2 separate regions of the Mus musculus genome follow, and region 2 is linked to region 1. Evidence: chromatin contacts called from public ChIA-PET data. All regions are on one chromosome and are shown on one strand. The core of a region is the stretch at or near the end of the contact, and the rest is flanking DNA. Distances in the headings are between cores, read along the strand shown.

The links. ChIA-PET counts read pairs in DNA pulled down with a chosen protein or histone mark.
Region 2: a contact with region 1 is called in an RNA polymerase II ChIA-PET map of memory CD8 T cells, with 535 read pairs. The contact joins the promoter of Anxa7 here to the enhancer-like site in region 1. A contact is called at or near these places in 7 of 39 promoter capture datasets (the 3T3-L1 cell line, cranial neural crest, fetal liver and 3 more), 10 of 484 Hi-C or Micro-C datasets (CD8 T cells, LSK cells, Th1 cells and 6 more), 12 of 115 datasets of contacts at active chromatin or transcription factors (CD8 T cells, the SCID.adh cell line, astrocytes and 8 more) and 5 of 9 other capture datasets (adipose tissue, bone marrow-derived macrophages, liver and 2 more).

The regions. Positions count from the first base shown.
Region 1 is chr14:20,375,325-20,382,774 of GRCm38.p6, reverse strand. Fam149b (family with sequence similarity 149, member B) reads right to left here. Exons shown (of 14, transcript NM_001024512.2): 9 at 7,162-7,265; 10 at 4,776-5,000; 11 at 4,252-4,375; 12 at 3,892-4,011; 13 at 954-1,026. Among named protein-coding and RNA genes, the nearest start is that of Gm30054, 9.7 kb to the right of the region's middle. Within about 2 kb of position 3,899, at least 108 of the 459 cell types and tissues checked have an H3K27ac peak or open chromatin away from gene starts, as enhancers often do. A contact at or near this core is called in CD8 T cells, Th1 cells, double positive thymocytes and 5 more, where this site is marked.
Region 2 is chr14:20,476,654-20,484,103 of GRCm38.p6, reverse strand. Anxa7 (annexin A7) reads left to right here and starts at 3,971. Exons shown (of 13, transcript NM_001110794.1): 1 at 3,971-4,209. Mss51 (MSS51 mitochondrial translational activator) reads left to right here. Exons shown (of 7, transcript NM_029104.1): 6 at 461-554; 7 at 863-1,240. The coding sequence ends at 1,043.

The DNA.
Region 1 (7,450 bases), core at 2,650-5,149:
ACCAAGACATTAAAAACCATGTTTACACAGTTCACCCTATTTAGAAAACTGCTAGAGTCTAAGAAGTAAAAGAAAGCTGAGTGTGGTGTCACATACTTTTAGTCTCAGCACTGGGGAGGCAGAGGCAGGAAGATCTCTTGCTATTTCAAGGCCAGCCTGGTCTGCATAGTTGTTCCAGGGCTGTCAGGACTGAATAATTGAGACTTTGTCTCAAAACAAAACCAAAGCTGTAGCCTAGTTTTGCTGAGAACCTACTCATTAAAAACTGAGATGCTCATTTCAACAACTTAGGTGTTAAAACTAATTAACATCTTACTCAAAGTGTAGCTGAATATAGTAACTAGATTGGAAGCTTAAAAAAAAAAAAAAAGATGCTGGATAGTGGTGGCATATGCCTTTAATTCTAGCACTCAGGAGGCAGAGGCCAGCCAACCTGGTCCACAGAATGAGTTCCAGGACAGCCAGGCTACACAGTGAAAGCCTGTCTTGAAAATCAAAAAAAAAAAAAAAATTTACTTATGCATATGTGTGTGTGCCTGTGAGTGTATGCCACTTGTGTACAGGTACAGGTGTGGGTGCCAGAAGAGGGAGTCTGAGCTCTCGGAACTGGACGTGCAGGTGGATGTGAGTTGCCTGACATGGATGCTAGAACCTTAGGCTCTCTGGAAGAACAAGTGCTCTTAAAACCACTGAGCTATTTTTTTTTCTGGTCCCTCAAATATTTTTGTTAAAAACAAACAGTATTTACCTTAAAGATCAACTTACTTGTTATTAAAAACAAAACAGAAATCAGGAACTTTTTTGTCTTTGAGCAGTTGGCCTTTCTTTTATACCCATTATGATGCTAAGATGATTTCCCTAGATGGGGGACAACTAAGTCTAGAGAAGCCTGCAGGAAAGGAAGATATGTAGGAATAAAGAAGATAAAAGCAAGAGCTGCAGCCCATCTGTACCTGCAGAGCCCCTGCCAGGTCGGGCCTGATGAGGATACTCAGATGCACATGAACTTCGGTACTGTGTGTCTGGCTAAAAGAAGAGAAAAGGCATCTTAGGATGTAGCTCAAAAGATACTTGTCTGAGGCTTACAGAGTATATTCCTTCCTTTTCTGCTGCTTTGTTAAAACACCATGAGCAAAGCGACCAAAAGAAGGAACAGTTTGTTGAGTCCATCAAGGCAGAGAAGCAGAAAGCATGGTGGCAGGAACAGCTGAGAAGCCACATCTTCAACTGCAAGCTGGAAGCAGACATCTATCTAGCAATTGGTGGGAGTCTTAAACTCTCACACACCCTCAGTTGATAAAACTTCCTCCAGACAGGCCATACCTCAACTGCCCAAATAGCCTCACTGGCTAGGGACAAAGTACTCAAATGCCGTAGATTATGGGGAACATCTCACTCAAACCACCACACAGAGGAAAACCTTAACGTTAACAATGAAAAACTCATCTGCCAACCTGTATTGAATTCCGAGTACTCCAAGCTAGATAGATGGTCACAAAGCAATTTGCTAACTTGTAGGAACTTCATGTACTACAACTGTATTACTTCGTCTTTAAGAAAACGTTAGCATTTACAAATCCATATGGTGTAATGTTGCAATCAGATAGAAAAAGATATTTTATTTTGACTCCACTGTGTTGGGATTGCAGGTTTGCAACACCATAGCTGGTCAAGATAATGCCATCGGAGGTTACAGGGTGCCATTTAAATAGAATCAACACTGTTGTGAGGGGAAAGTACCTAGAGAGTCCATCTTCTGCAGCAGTTTTCAGAATGGCAGCATCTGTAGCTCATGTACCCAACCTGACCCTTGAACTATCTACTAACAGTGGTGGGAGCTTGTAGTTGTCTGTTTCACAGGGCTCCCATAACAAATGACCACAACGTGGGCAGCCAAAACAACAGAAAGATGAGAGATTAGCAGATTGCTTTAGGGACCACATGGTAGTGATTGGAGCGGCTTAACATGGCTGTCGAAAAAGTAAAAAGTAGAAGCTTGGTGACTTTTCTTCAATAAAGCTTTATTTTCAAAACCAGGCAGTAGCCCTTCCAGGGCTCATGGGCTGAGGTTTACTGACTCCGAGCCTAGACAAAAGCACCAAGGAACAAGGTTATAGCCAACAGCTCCAGGCCTAAGGCTCAGCACGCATACTTTCAGTTATATCGAGCTGCTACTTAATCTTTATGGTAGGACATGGGGAAAATGATGCTAAGGCAGGCAATTTTTACTGTTATAATAAACTTATTTTTTAAAGAGACTTTGAAGTGTTTTCATATGTTCAGTTTTATTCCTAAGGCAACTAAAATTAAATTTTGAAAGGAAAGAACATATAGAACATAAACACGGCTTAACAAATGTTCTGACTCTAATTATGAGACCGTTCAGATGCTCTTAGGCTTCCAGGATTTACAGTGAACCTATGGGCCAGGGCTTCGTTTCTCTTTTGGCTTTTTCTGTGCCTTTCCGCCTAACTCAAGCGTCAGGAAATTCTGAGTTGAATAGTGCCCTTCAAAACTCACATCATCTTGGAACTTGTGAATGTGACTATTTTTGGAAACCCATTTCTTCGCATGAGTAATCAAGGTGAACTACTGTTTTAGAGTGGACTATAAATTCAATGGCTGCTATCTTTTCATTTTTATTTTATTGTAATAAACATGTTGACTGCATGTATCACCAGGAAGTTACATTGTGAGCTGCCATGTGGGTGCTGAGAATCGAAAACACAATTTTTTAACCATTTAGCTAGCTCTAACCCCAAATGTCTTAACCACTGAGCTAGCTCTCTAACCCCAACTGTTTTTAAAATTACTTCCTCTTTGTGCCTATGAGCAGTGTGAGTGTGTGCCCACACGAGTGCACATGGCAGGGTCCCACCTTTGGTGTGGTTCTCAGGAGCTGCCCACCTTGTTTTGGCAACAGGGTTTCTCACTGAGATCTGGGGTTTATCTATTAGGCTAGGCTGCCCAAGCATTGCAGGCAACCACAGAAGCTTTAGAGAGGCAAGAAAGGTTCGCTAAAGCTTACAGAGAGCTCCCAGTTTCTGTTACTGTAAGAGTGATACATTTCTGTTGTTTTGGCTGCCCACGTTGTGGTCATTTGTTGTGGGAACCCTGTAAAACATAGAAATACAAGCTCCCACCACTGTTAGTAGATGGTCCAAGGGTCAGGTTGGGTACATGAGCTACAGATGTTGCCATTCTGCAAACTGGAGCAGGACACAGAATCCCTGGCTAAGCACTCGGTGTGAGCTCAATCATTTCCCTGTGCTTGGCAAGCCCTCTTGCCACAAAGCAGATGAGGTAGGAACCACGTACTGACCTACAGGTGTGCAAGGTCACATGGCCCCAGTCCTCAGGAATTTTTCAAGTACTTCCTTAAAAGTAAAAGGGCTTGTAAGTGCACGACAATTGAGAAGGCAAGCGTCAGCATTTAACACAGCCATCAGAAAGAGGGTCAACTCAGCTCACACTCCGAGTCCTCCACCTGACCCCACTTTACTGTGTAAAGTGTACAGGAGCAGGGAGGACAGCACAGGCAGGTAGAGCAGGGGGCAGTGGTGCTTGTAGTGTGCTTATGTTCAGAGTATGCTGCTGAGATTTTTATTTTATAAGTAGGGCATTTTACCACCAAAAGAATGAGGCAGGGCACCACTTAGAATTTTAGGAAGATATACCTAGAATGGTATTTTATCATTAGAACATCCAACTATTTGAGTTAATCAAGCCACTAGATAAGTCCTAAGTTTGCCAAACATACCCCCCCCCTTCTTTCCCAAATTATCAAAGACAAATAGGAGCTTGAGGCAGGATTAGGAGTTCAAGAGCAGCATGGGCTGTCTGAGACACTGTGTCAACCCCTCCAAACCAGATAAACAGGAAGCACTTTACCAGAAACGACTGAGTTGTGTTGGGTCTAGAGAAGACAGGCAAAAGGAGCCTCTCTTGGGGCTGCTGGTTAGGCTCGTCTACCACTGCACTTCGGGCTCGGCTGGAGTCACCATGGGATTTCTGCAGAGGAGACGAAAGTCACAGAAACAGCTGTGTCCTGGGAGCTGCACCTGTTCCATAGTAACCCTGGCCCAACATCAGCTGCTGTGGTACCCACTCCTAAGCAGCTCCAACTTCGCTGCCATGGCCTAGAACCCGGTTTGTTTTTGTCAGAGGAGAGTGTGGTTCAAGGTAAGTCCTACAGAACTACTGCTGGTGAGAGCTCAGAGTAAGCCCGGGAAGGCGGGGTGAAAGGCTTACTGTTGGCCGCTGTGGCCCCATGGCGCTCAGGTGTTCTACTTCAACTGTTCCAATAGGTGGCAGCAGATTGTTCCGACCCAAGGTCATTGGAGAGGGAGAAGACAGTGTGTCTGCTGTCACTGGACTGAAGATCCCAGCAGCAAAACCGATATGCAAAAGTAAAGTTGTAACAACACAAAGTGATGAGAAACTTAGTAAAGTCAGTGTGCTCAGGAGGCTTGAAGCCACCCAGATTTTCAGAATAGGGGCAGCAAAGAGGGATTTTTCCCTTTCTCTCTTAAATTTCACAAATATAACTCTTCAGCTGTATCAACAGAATAATCTCATCCAGTTTTGTATTTCACCAAAACTTAAGTAAAACTCTGAGTTGGACTAAACCTGCAGACAGCACACTGTATGACTGCGTGGTCTTAGTTTTGGGCACAGCCTCAGTCTAGTCTTCTACTGAAGCCTGTTCTATGACGATTCTCACAATTACTGACACTAGCTTTACCAGGTTCCCAGAGTCTGCATTTGAAACCTACACCCGGGGTCCTCTGAGGATTTCTTCTACAGGCCATGGTGTTCCAGCGCGTGAGTGGCTTGTGCTGATCGGATGAAGGGTACGTGGTGGGGGATTGCGCCTCCTGGCAGACTGCGTTGTATATGACAAAGATGATGTACTAAGCTCCATGGCACGGTTTGGCCAATTTCGGTTTGAAAGGACGGAACTGGACCCAGGCCTCGTAAGTAGCTTGTCATCAAGATCTCTAGTGGCAAAATCAGAAACCCACAATGAAAATCACTATGTAGAAGAAGACAGGGCTCAGGGTAAAGAGCCTGAGACATTCAGGGAAGAAAAGGGCAAACTGGCTTCCAGAAGCTTACCTAAGATTCAGAGTGAGAGGCTGTTTTTAAGATGTGGGGGCTTGTTACACAGCCTAGGCCAGGCTGGAATTTGAGATCCTTCTGCTGGCCTGTCAAGTGCATGGATTGTAGTGTGTCTGTCCATGACAATGACCTGTTTTAACTCTAGCTTCCTAGGATGGAGATTTGGGAAAGCGCCCATGACCCACTTGCACAGTCACTTGTTCAGTTCTAGGAAAGGCAAGGCTGACTCAGTGCTTCTGACTCAGGGGCCTACAGGATGGGAAGCACTTTCTGAGCTGACAAAGTATCTTCAGGGTTAGATACTGAGGCGTCACTGTAGCTCTCATTCTCATATTGAGGATAGTGAGTTAAGTTGGCGGGGATCCAAAACCCTCCTCTGAGTTCTGTGGACACTGCACACATGGTGGAAACAAACCATTTAAACACACAGATAAGAGAAACGTCTAAACTGCTGGCTCATTGGAACCTAATTACAGTTTAGTCTGGAGCCTTGAAGCTGGGAACAATCAAAAGGTCCCAGCCACATGCTGCCCAATAGGAGCAGAGCAGTGGATCCCTGCAGGAAGTAGCTGCTCTCCATCAATGTCCCACTCTGTCGCCTCCTCTTCTGTCTGTGGGTTCAACTGCCATCTCTTGCTAGGTGACCTTTAAGTCAGTCGCCGAATCTGGTCTCTTCCACATTCTCTCTAGGTGGCCCATTACTCAAAACAGAACCCAAAAGAAACTCATATTTCCCATAAAACAAATGTCCTGAGCTTGGAATTCATGTTTTTACTTTGATTCCTGTTGCTACATTATCTGCTATTCCCCGTCCTTCGTCCTCCTTTGAATGGTGGGGATGGAATGCTTGAGAGAGATCACGAGCTCCGCTGTGATCCTGCACTAGTGCTGACTGCAGACCCCACAGCTCTTGCCTGAGTTCTGGTGTGTTCCTTACTCTCCGTTCCTTCTGACTGGAGTCTGCCTCAGCCCCTAATGCATGGTCCCCAGATGAAGCTAGCTTTGCTGGTGAGACTGTTGGGTACTTTGGCAGTTTCTCAAATATTAAGCACACACCTGTTTGGCATCTTCTTGCTTCTAGGTATTGACTCAAGAGAAATATGACTATATGTCCTCAAAAATGACCTATGCAAAATACATATAGTGCCTTTCTGCATAGTAAACCCAACCCAGAGGTAACCTAGTGAACACAGCGTAAATTATGATGCCCAATTACAGTGGTCATGTACAACACATGGACAAGTACCAATGTGACATTCACAGCTGATCACATTTATTCATAAATAATAATCTAACAATATTGTCGATGATCTTTGATTGGAAGCATTGAAGTTCTAAAAAAATTACTTTTTTGTGAGCCAGATGTGTTGGTGTATGCCTTTAATTCTACAACTCAGGAGGCAGAAACAGGTGGATCTGAGTAGAGGCCATCCTAGTCTATAGAGTGAGTTCCAGGACAGCCAAAGCTACATAGAGAAACAGTCTCTCCCCCGCCCCCACAAAAAATTCCTTTTCTGTGTGTGGGCATGCACATGTCAGTGTGTGTGTGTGGTCGGAGAATACTTCTTTGAAAGCCAGTTTCCTTCCATCATGTAGGTCCCCAGAACCAAACTCAGGTTGTCAGGCTTGGTAGTGGGCACCTATAGTCACTAAGCGATCCCTCTGGCCACCAAGCACTTAAGTTCTGACATCTTACACTTCTAAACCAAAACGGTCTGCTTCTTCCTAAGTATTTAATAATTCCCATCTCCAACTCTTGATCATCTGAATCCCTAGACACAGACTCATCAGAGAGTCTTCTCCTTTGGGACTACACAGCACTCCATCCGGGCAGCTCTCACGTGACTCTTAGCCACACGAGGCTGTATGAGGACAGGTCGGGTACCCAGTTACCAGTTCTCAGGCAGAGAGACCTTGCCCCTTAAATGTGTTCTCCCTGGATGTGTCTGGCACTTGGCGGCGCAGAGATAACCGAGCTGCTTTCCCTTTTCCTCAGCATTCTACTTAAGCTCTGAATGTGTTCCAACTTGAGCTTCTTACAGGAGCTTGTCCATCAGGGAGAGATTCCTTGGCTGTAGAGGCATCCCATGAATCAAGAGGCCACTCACGTTTGGCTGATGACCGCTTGCTTGACAGAAACTCATCTATGTCAAAAGCAGACAGTGGTTGGTGAAGATACCTGCTCGATTTGCTAAGTTTGCAAAGTTAGTGTTTCCAGTTAGGTTATTTATCCATCCCCCGCCTTGTGCCTTAACTTTTAGAAGAGTTGGCCAGTAGCCCCCAGAGGGCACTGTCAAGAGAACAGGGTTCTTTGTTGTTCTGTATTTCT
Region 2 (7,450 bases), core at 2,722-5,221, 100 kb before region 1:
GCATAAAGGGGACTGTGTTGTGTGTCATAAGACATGTCTCGTCATAGCTTGAGCATATAAGACCTCAAAACCTGCCCCTGCAGTGACCCACCTCCTCCAACAGGCCACACTTTCTAATAATGCCACTCCCTATAGGCCAAGCACCCATACACATGATTCTATTGGGGCCAAACCTATTCAAACCACCACAATCATTAGTTAAGAAATGCCCAAAGCTGGGTCTTAGGGCGGCATTTTCTAAGACATGTTGGTCGTCATTAAATACAGACTAGTGATGAGCTTGGTTGGTCACTGCCCATGCATGTTACCTTGGGTCAGAATTTTTTACTGAAGTTCCTGATGGTGAGAACTGGGGATGATCAATGTGAGGGTTGAGCAGATAACATCAAAGAAATGTCCTGCTCTTAGGCTGTGCTCAGCTTTTCTTCCCTCTCTTCCCATTTCCATTCTTGTTCTTCAGGTTTCCATGCCTCCCCAGGCTTGATGGAAGCTTGGTTACCCACCCTGCTGCTACTTCGTGACTATGAGATTCCAACATTGATTACTGTTTACAGGTTTTTACTTATTTCTGTTTCTGATCCTTTTTGGACTCACTTTTTCCTATATACAGATGCACTCATTTTGATTCCCCATACCTGTTTGTCTTAGGAAGATGTTCTTCCTTCCTGCACGTAGTTGTTTAAAAAAAAATCTGGGAATAGTCCTTTGCTAATCAGGGATTTGGTGAGACATTTGGGAGGAAAATAATAGTCCTTGCTTAGTACAGCTTTAGATAATTTGGGGGATTGATCATGAATTGCCTTGCACTTGGCAATTTCTGTTCTCACACTAAGTCGAGGGATTTTCCTTTTCTCTTCCATAGCCAACAGGAACTGGAAGCCTCTTTGCAGATTCTGGTGAACTTGGATACACACATCATTGCTTGTGGAGCTAATCCTTTCGCATCCCTCAAACCAGAACAAGTCTATTCTAATCCCAACAAGCAACCAGTATACAGCAGTGCCTACTACATCATGTTTCTTGGAAGTTCCCCTGCCAATTAGATAAGAAGCAACGAGAAGGAAAAAAAAAAAAAACAAAACCAGATGATTTTTCAGTAATTGAACCAAGTCTTTACTGAATGCCTGGAAAATGAAAGCTTAATCAACTTACCCTGTTGATGTCAGATTTTTGCCAGCTTTGAACCCTGTGGTATGCTAAACCTTATTCACAGTTCAAATAAAGATGTTTAAACCAATGGAAGTTAACATTACCAGACTCATTTCTGATCCCCCCCCCCCCACTGGAATCCAGAGCCTTGTACATGCTAGGCAAGTGCTTTACTGTTGAGCTACATTCCCAGCTCTCTTTTGTAATTTGTTATTTTTTTATCGTTTATTTGAGACAGGGTGTTATTAAGTTGCTCAGGTGCCTCAGCTTCACACAGGAGTTACAGGTGTGAAACCTGTGTAAAAAAGGAAAAAAGATCAAAGAAAAGACATTTACTTCTCTAAGTTACAGACACTTGGATTTCACAAACCAAGACATTGGAAGGTTTGTTATCTGGTAAAGACCCATTTCCTGGTTTATAGAAGGCGGAACCTTTTTTTTTTTCCTCATCCGGTAAAAGGGTAGCCAGTCATACTTTTTTTTTTTTTAAGATTTATTTATTTATATGTAAGTACACTGTAGCTGTCTTCAGACACTCCAGAAGAGGGAATCAGATCTCGTTAGGATGGTTGCGAGCCACCATGTGGTTGCTGGGATTTGAACTCCAGACCTTTGGAAGAGCAGTCTGGTGCTCTTACCCACTGAGCCATCTCACCAGCCCCCCAGTCATACTTTTAATCAGGGCAATAAGCCCATACATTAGGGTAGTGCTCTCTTGGCTTAGTCATCTCCCAACAGCCTTACTTCCTGATACCATAATCTTGGAGACGAAGACTTAGAAACATCAATTTTGAAGGAGATACATACATTTAGACCATTGCAAAAGTTGAAAAAAAAATCCTTACTGTTTATGAGTCATCTGATTTTTGACAAGGATCAAAGGGATAAACGTTTTTTCCTTCCTTCCTTTTGATTGTTTTTGAGAAAGGATTTCTCTGTGTAGCTGTCCTGGAACTCATTCTGTAGAACAGACTGAATAATAGACCTTTCAACAAACCTTGCTAGAACAATTGGATAGCCACATGCAAAAGAGTAAAGTTGAAGCTCCAGTTCATATCATATAAAGTGAGTTTAAACTGTGTTGTGGGACATGCCTCTAATTCCAGTACAAATGCCGGTATGGCAGGAGGCTCAGGAACTGGGAGGCTGTCCTGGCTACACAGCAAGGCTAAAGTCAACAAAATCGACAGCACTCAGGAGGTAGAGGAAGAAGGATCAGTTCAAGCTCATCTGTGGTCGCACAGCAAGTTTTGAGGTCAGCTTGAGCTATATGAAGACCCAGCCTCAAACACTTTAAAATGGATCAGAGATCTAAAGAACTTCAATGCTTAGAATATATAAATCTTCATGAATTTGTACAATGTTTTCTTAGATATTACACGAGTAGCACAAATGTTGGCTTTCACACCAACTTGGGCAGCCATGTGCAGAGACTCCCCTTGTATGAAGCACCTAGAGACCTCCAGCTGCCAGGCTCCACCCCACAGGCTACTCGAACAGAAGAGTGGGAGTGGCCAGGCCCCGCCCTACAGAAAAAGAAGCTCATGATCTGGCCACCCTGGAAAGGTCTGCACCTCCCCGCCAAGACACCGGATAGAAAGCCTGCTTTCTGCTCACTTCTTCACTGCTTCTTTGCCAAGTCTATTCTGTAAGGTTTGATGTGTGGTGTGACTCTGCTATTCCTTGGCTCCAGGAATACCAGAGGATTCCAGGATACCTTTTACTTCTGGGATGTAACAATGAAAACAAAAAACTACCTTCTTTCAATTTTTTTTTTTTTTTTTTTTTTTTTTTTTTGGCTTTTTGGCTTTTTGAGACAGGATTTCTCTGTGTAGCCCTGACTGTCCTGGAACTCACTCTGTAGACCAGCCTGGCCTCGAATTCAGAAATTCAACTGCCTCAGCCTCCTAAGTGCTGGGATTAAAGGTGTGCGCCACCACTGCCTGGCTTACCTTATTTTAAATTTTATGTTTCAAATATCAAGTGAAAGTGCCTTGGGCCTGTGAGATGGCCCAGTGGTAAATGGGCCTTGCAGCCAAGCCTGGAAAACACAGTGGCATTCTCTCAACCTACATGGTGGAAAGGGAGCACTGTCTCCTCTTCCAAGTTGTCCTCTGACCTCCACATGTGCCCACACTCAGAAATATATCTTATACAAATAAACTTTTTTAAAAACTGTAGTATAGTGGAATTGGCGTGTGCTGAGGTGTGAAGGCATTTGTCTCCATGCCTTACCCAAGTGTTTACCGTGGAGCCTTATGACCTGAATTCCATCCCTGAAAATCACATGGTAGAGGAAGGGAAACAATCCCTACAAGTCATGCTCAGGCTTACATACCCAAATACAATTTTGTCGTGAAAGTGAAAGCCATGGTGGAGAGCTGGCTCAGTCAGGTGCAAATGCCAGCCTGTAATTCTATCACTGAAAATGCATACGTGAATCCCAGGAGCTCACTGATCAGCCATTCTTGCCTTACTGCCCATCAGTCCCAGTAAGACCAACCTTAAAAAAAAAAAAAAAAAAAAAAAAAAAAAAAAAAAAAAGAGGTGAACATTTGGTTGACCTGTAACCTCCATTCATCACTTCACTATGTCTCTGTGTATGTTTTCTTTCCATGTAAGTGCCTCAAATACTTAGTTCTATATATGGTGAGTTTAACACTAATGGACCAGTAGAACTTTGAACCCTGCTTAGTTTTGTTTAATTCAACTCCAGTTCTGTCTACTCACAATTCCCTATAGTCACATGAAACAAACCTAGGTTCTCAGGATCCCCGGAGGCCTGGAGCTCTCTATCTTTGAGTCCCTCTGCTCCGCCCACTTGCGCGGCTCCACCCAAAGCTGCAGTTCCTTTCTACAGTAGCACCACCTGGAGTAGATTTACCTCGCTGAGATATAGACACGTGTTAAAACTAGCTGAGCCACCTGAGGGGCGCAGCGTCCCGCCCGAGCTTGGGGGCGGTCCAAGCAGCTAGCACCCTCGCGCCGCCCATGCGCCACGCCCTCTGGCTCCATATTGCAGGAAAGCGGGCTAGGGTGTGACGCTGCTTTCTCGTTCAGGTGAGGACTCGCACCCCCTCCCCTTGCTGTTCTTCCGTCGGTCAGTCAGCTCGTTCCCAGTCCCTGGTCTGGTCTTCCAACCGTAGTCGTAGAGCCCCGCGCGTGTCCTAACGAGGTGGGCCTCCGGGTGGCGGACGCGGACTCGGACGCGTTTCGGGTGTTTGGGGTGGGTTGGGCATGCTTTCCCTGCGTGCTGGAGGACTGGGAAGGTCTGTGGGTAAATCACTCTGTTAGGCTTAGAGTGGGATGCCAGGCAGCAGTGGTACCCCGCTTTCGGTCAGTTGGGCCGCAAGTGGCGGACTTAAGGCCCGATGGTGGCCCTGGTGAAGCCCCTTGCCAGAAGGCCGACTAGCAGCTCCGAAAGCTGGCTTTGGCTAGTGACTAGACTTTTTGGTGACACAGCAAATTTAGAGGAACTTGAGGAATTTGTGCCGTGCTTAATGACATCTAGGGCAGAATTCACAAGCCTGATATGTAAGCTCCGGTTTAAAATTCTTGGAAACTATTCCAGTAACAATCTAGATTTTTTTTTCCTTGTCCTTGACCCATATCAGCCGTCTAGGTAAGCAAGATGCAGAGGGGAATGGCTAAACCAAGTGAAAAGACGAAAGGTATTTTACTGTTATCCATTACATTCCTTAATTGCTGCCAGGTGATAGCGAGCCATTCTGATAAAGCAATCTGCCCCAATTACAGTACAAGTGTAGTGAGCTACGGTTTAGGCCAGGAAATCATTAGAAACAAGTGGAGTAAATAATTTTGCTCCCGCAAACTTAAACCACCCTTTAGCCCTCGTGGTTAAGTAGAGGGCTACCTTCCCACGCAGAGGACTAAGCCCTGTTTCCCTGTTATCCTCAGTCATTGCTTTAAATGGCCCTTCCGGAACCTAGAGGCGGCTTTTGGGAAACTGTTTCTGTTCTTGCCTGGCCTAAGTCACACTTCCTGTTTCCCTTCCCAGTTTGTCACCGGTCCCCACCCCCAACCCCACCCTTAACTTCTTAGGCCTCTTGCCAGTTGAGAGACTGACATAGATCCACCCTTTTACTAACTGACTCACTGGGTGGAGATGGTTTGGAGAACCAAGATTGGATTTTCCAAGTTTTTCTAAAGGTTGTTTGTAACATTGTTAAAGGGAAAACAAAAGCTCTGGTTCACTCAGAAGAGTCCTGTTAACTTCAGCAGAGCTGAGTAATTTGTTGAGTCACCCTAGGGTTTGTTAGCCTTTTACAAAAAGTTTAAAGTCTACTTTTTGAAGTGATCACATGAGCAATGTTTAAAGGGGCTAAAAGGCCATGAAAAAATGAGCTGCTTTGTCGTTATACCCCCCACATACACACCCACACCCCACACACACCCCACACACACCTGCATGCACTCTCCCAGTCAGGCTGCACCCTTTTCTGCTTCCCTGTCTCCTTCCTGTGAGCTTGTTTACTGAGAGAAGAAAATGGGTGTATTTCTTTAGCAGAACGCTTGTTTTCCACCTGGCTTTGTTTAATTTACCACGTGTGGTAGATGGTTTTATTAATGGATTTTTTAAAAGGACTTTTAGAAGGTGTATAGTTTATAGCTTCACTTTATGAATATTCATGATTCACTTATCGCTAAGTGATGTTTAGATTATCTTGAACTACTTTTCCTATTACAGATGATGCTATGATGAATAGCCTAGTACCTATATAAATGTGCATTTGTGAAGGTATTTCTGTGACCTATATGGAAATGGCATTTCATTTCTGGTACTTAATAATCTTCAAGGTGCACTGAAATTGTTTCAGTTTTTCATATGCTAATACCTAGATAATCTTTGCTTTATTTATTTTTGTTTTGTTTTAAAAATCTTGGTATAAGTCCTCTAGGCCCTTAAAGGTAAGATTTAATATAGTAGTTAAAATGTAGAAATAGAACTTTGTCATTGGAGTGATTCACTCTTTTATCTGTGTGTGTACATGCATGTGTGTACAAGTTTGTGGGGCTGGGTGCACATGCCACAATGTGCATATGGAGGTCAGGAAAGTCTTGGGTGTGGGTCTCTGGCTACCTATCCATACACCAGGCTAGCTGGCCTGGAAACTTAAGGGGATTTCTTGGTCTTTACCTCCCATCTCACCACAGAGGTGCTGGAATTAGAGATCCGAGCTAGCTTGCCCAGCTTCTGGGGATCTGAATTCAGATCTTCAGACCTCTGTAGCAAGCACTTTACACAGTCACCTCCCCAGTCAGTTCTCCCTCTCCAGAGGCATACATGTGTTCTCCTTTACCCTCTCTCTTCCTTTCTTTCCCCCTCACTTCCTATCTCTTTCTCTCCCTGATTCCTCTTTCCCCTTCTCCCTCCCTCCCTCCCTCCCTCCCACTTACCTCTGAGCTACAGAGTCAGCCTTTTTGTGACCCTAAGCATTATTTCACAAATTACTTTCAGATTTCCCGCTTTTGATCCTGACCTCTTTCATTTGACCCTCTGACAGTCCTTTAGAAGCTGCAGGCTTGCCTTACGTAATCCTGATGGTAATCAAGAACAGAGAAGAAGAAAAAAGAGAAAGAATTTAGCTTCTTTCTCTTTTTATGCACAGGTTTTTGGCTTTCAATTAATTGAGACCAGACTGAGTCAATTTTATTAATATGTTACTGTCGTAGTGTGTGTGTGTGTGGGGGGGGGTATGTGTGTATTCATGTTTCTGCATATATGTGTGTGCTGGTGTGTACAATCGTAGAAGCCAGAAGCTGACATTAAATGACCTTCTCTGTTGTTCTCCACCTTATTTTTGGAGTCAATGCCTTTCTTGGAAGCTAGCACTCTCACTGATTGCTTAGACTGGCCATGGAGATTCCATCTGGTCTTCCCAGCCCCTAGCTCTGGGGTTCCATATTGTGCTGTCACACCTGGCTTTTTACACGGACACTGGGGGTTTGGAACTCAGATTATTGTGTATGGCAAGCAGTCTACAGACAGAGCCATTTCTCCAGCCTCTGTTTACCTTAATGACTTATAAACTTTGATATTATATATTCCCAATCATAGCTTCGTGCCTATGATTATGTCAAGGGGCACTGTAATAGCACACTTATTATCACATCCTCTTATATTGGACACACAAAAAGGCTGCATGCATTCTTTTTCCTGAATAGTGTATCAGCACCCAGACTACTGCTTATTATGCTGAGAACTGAATTGAATGGATTTGTTATCTTTTGCTGTTGGGTACCTGACGCAGGCACTCTGCACACGAGGGTTATGCCACTG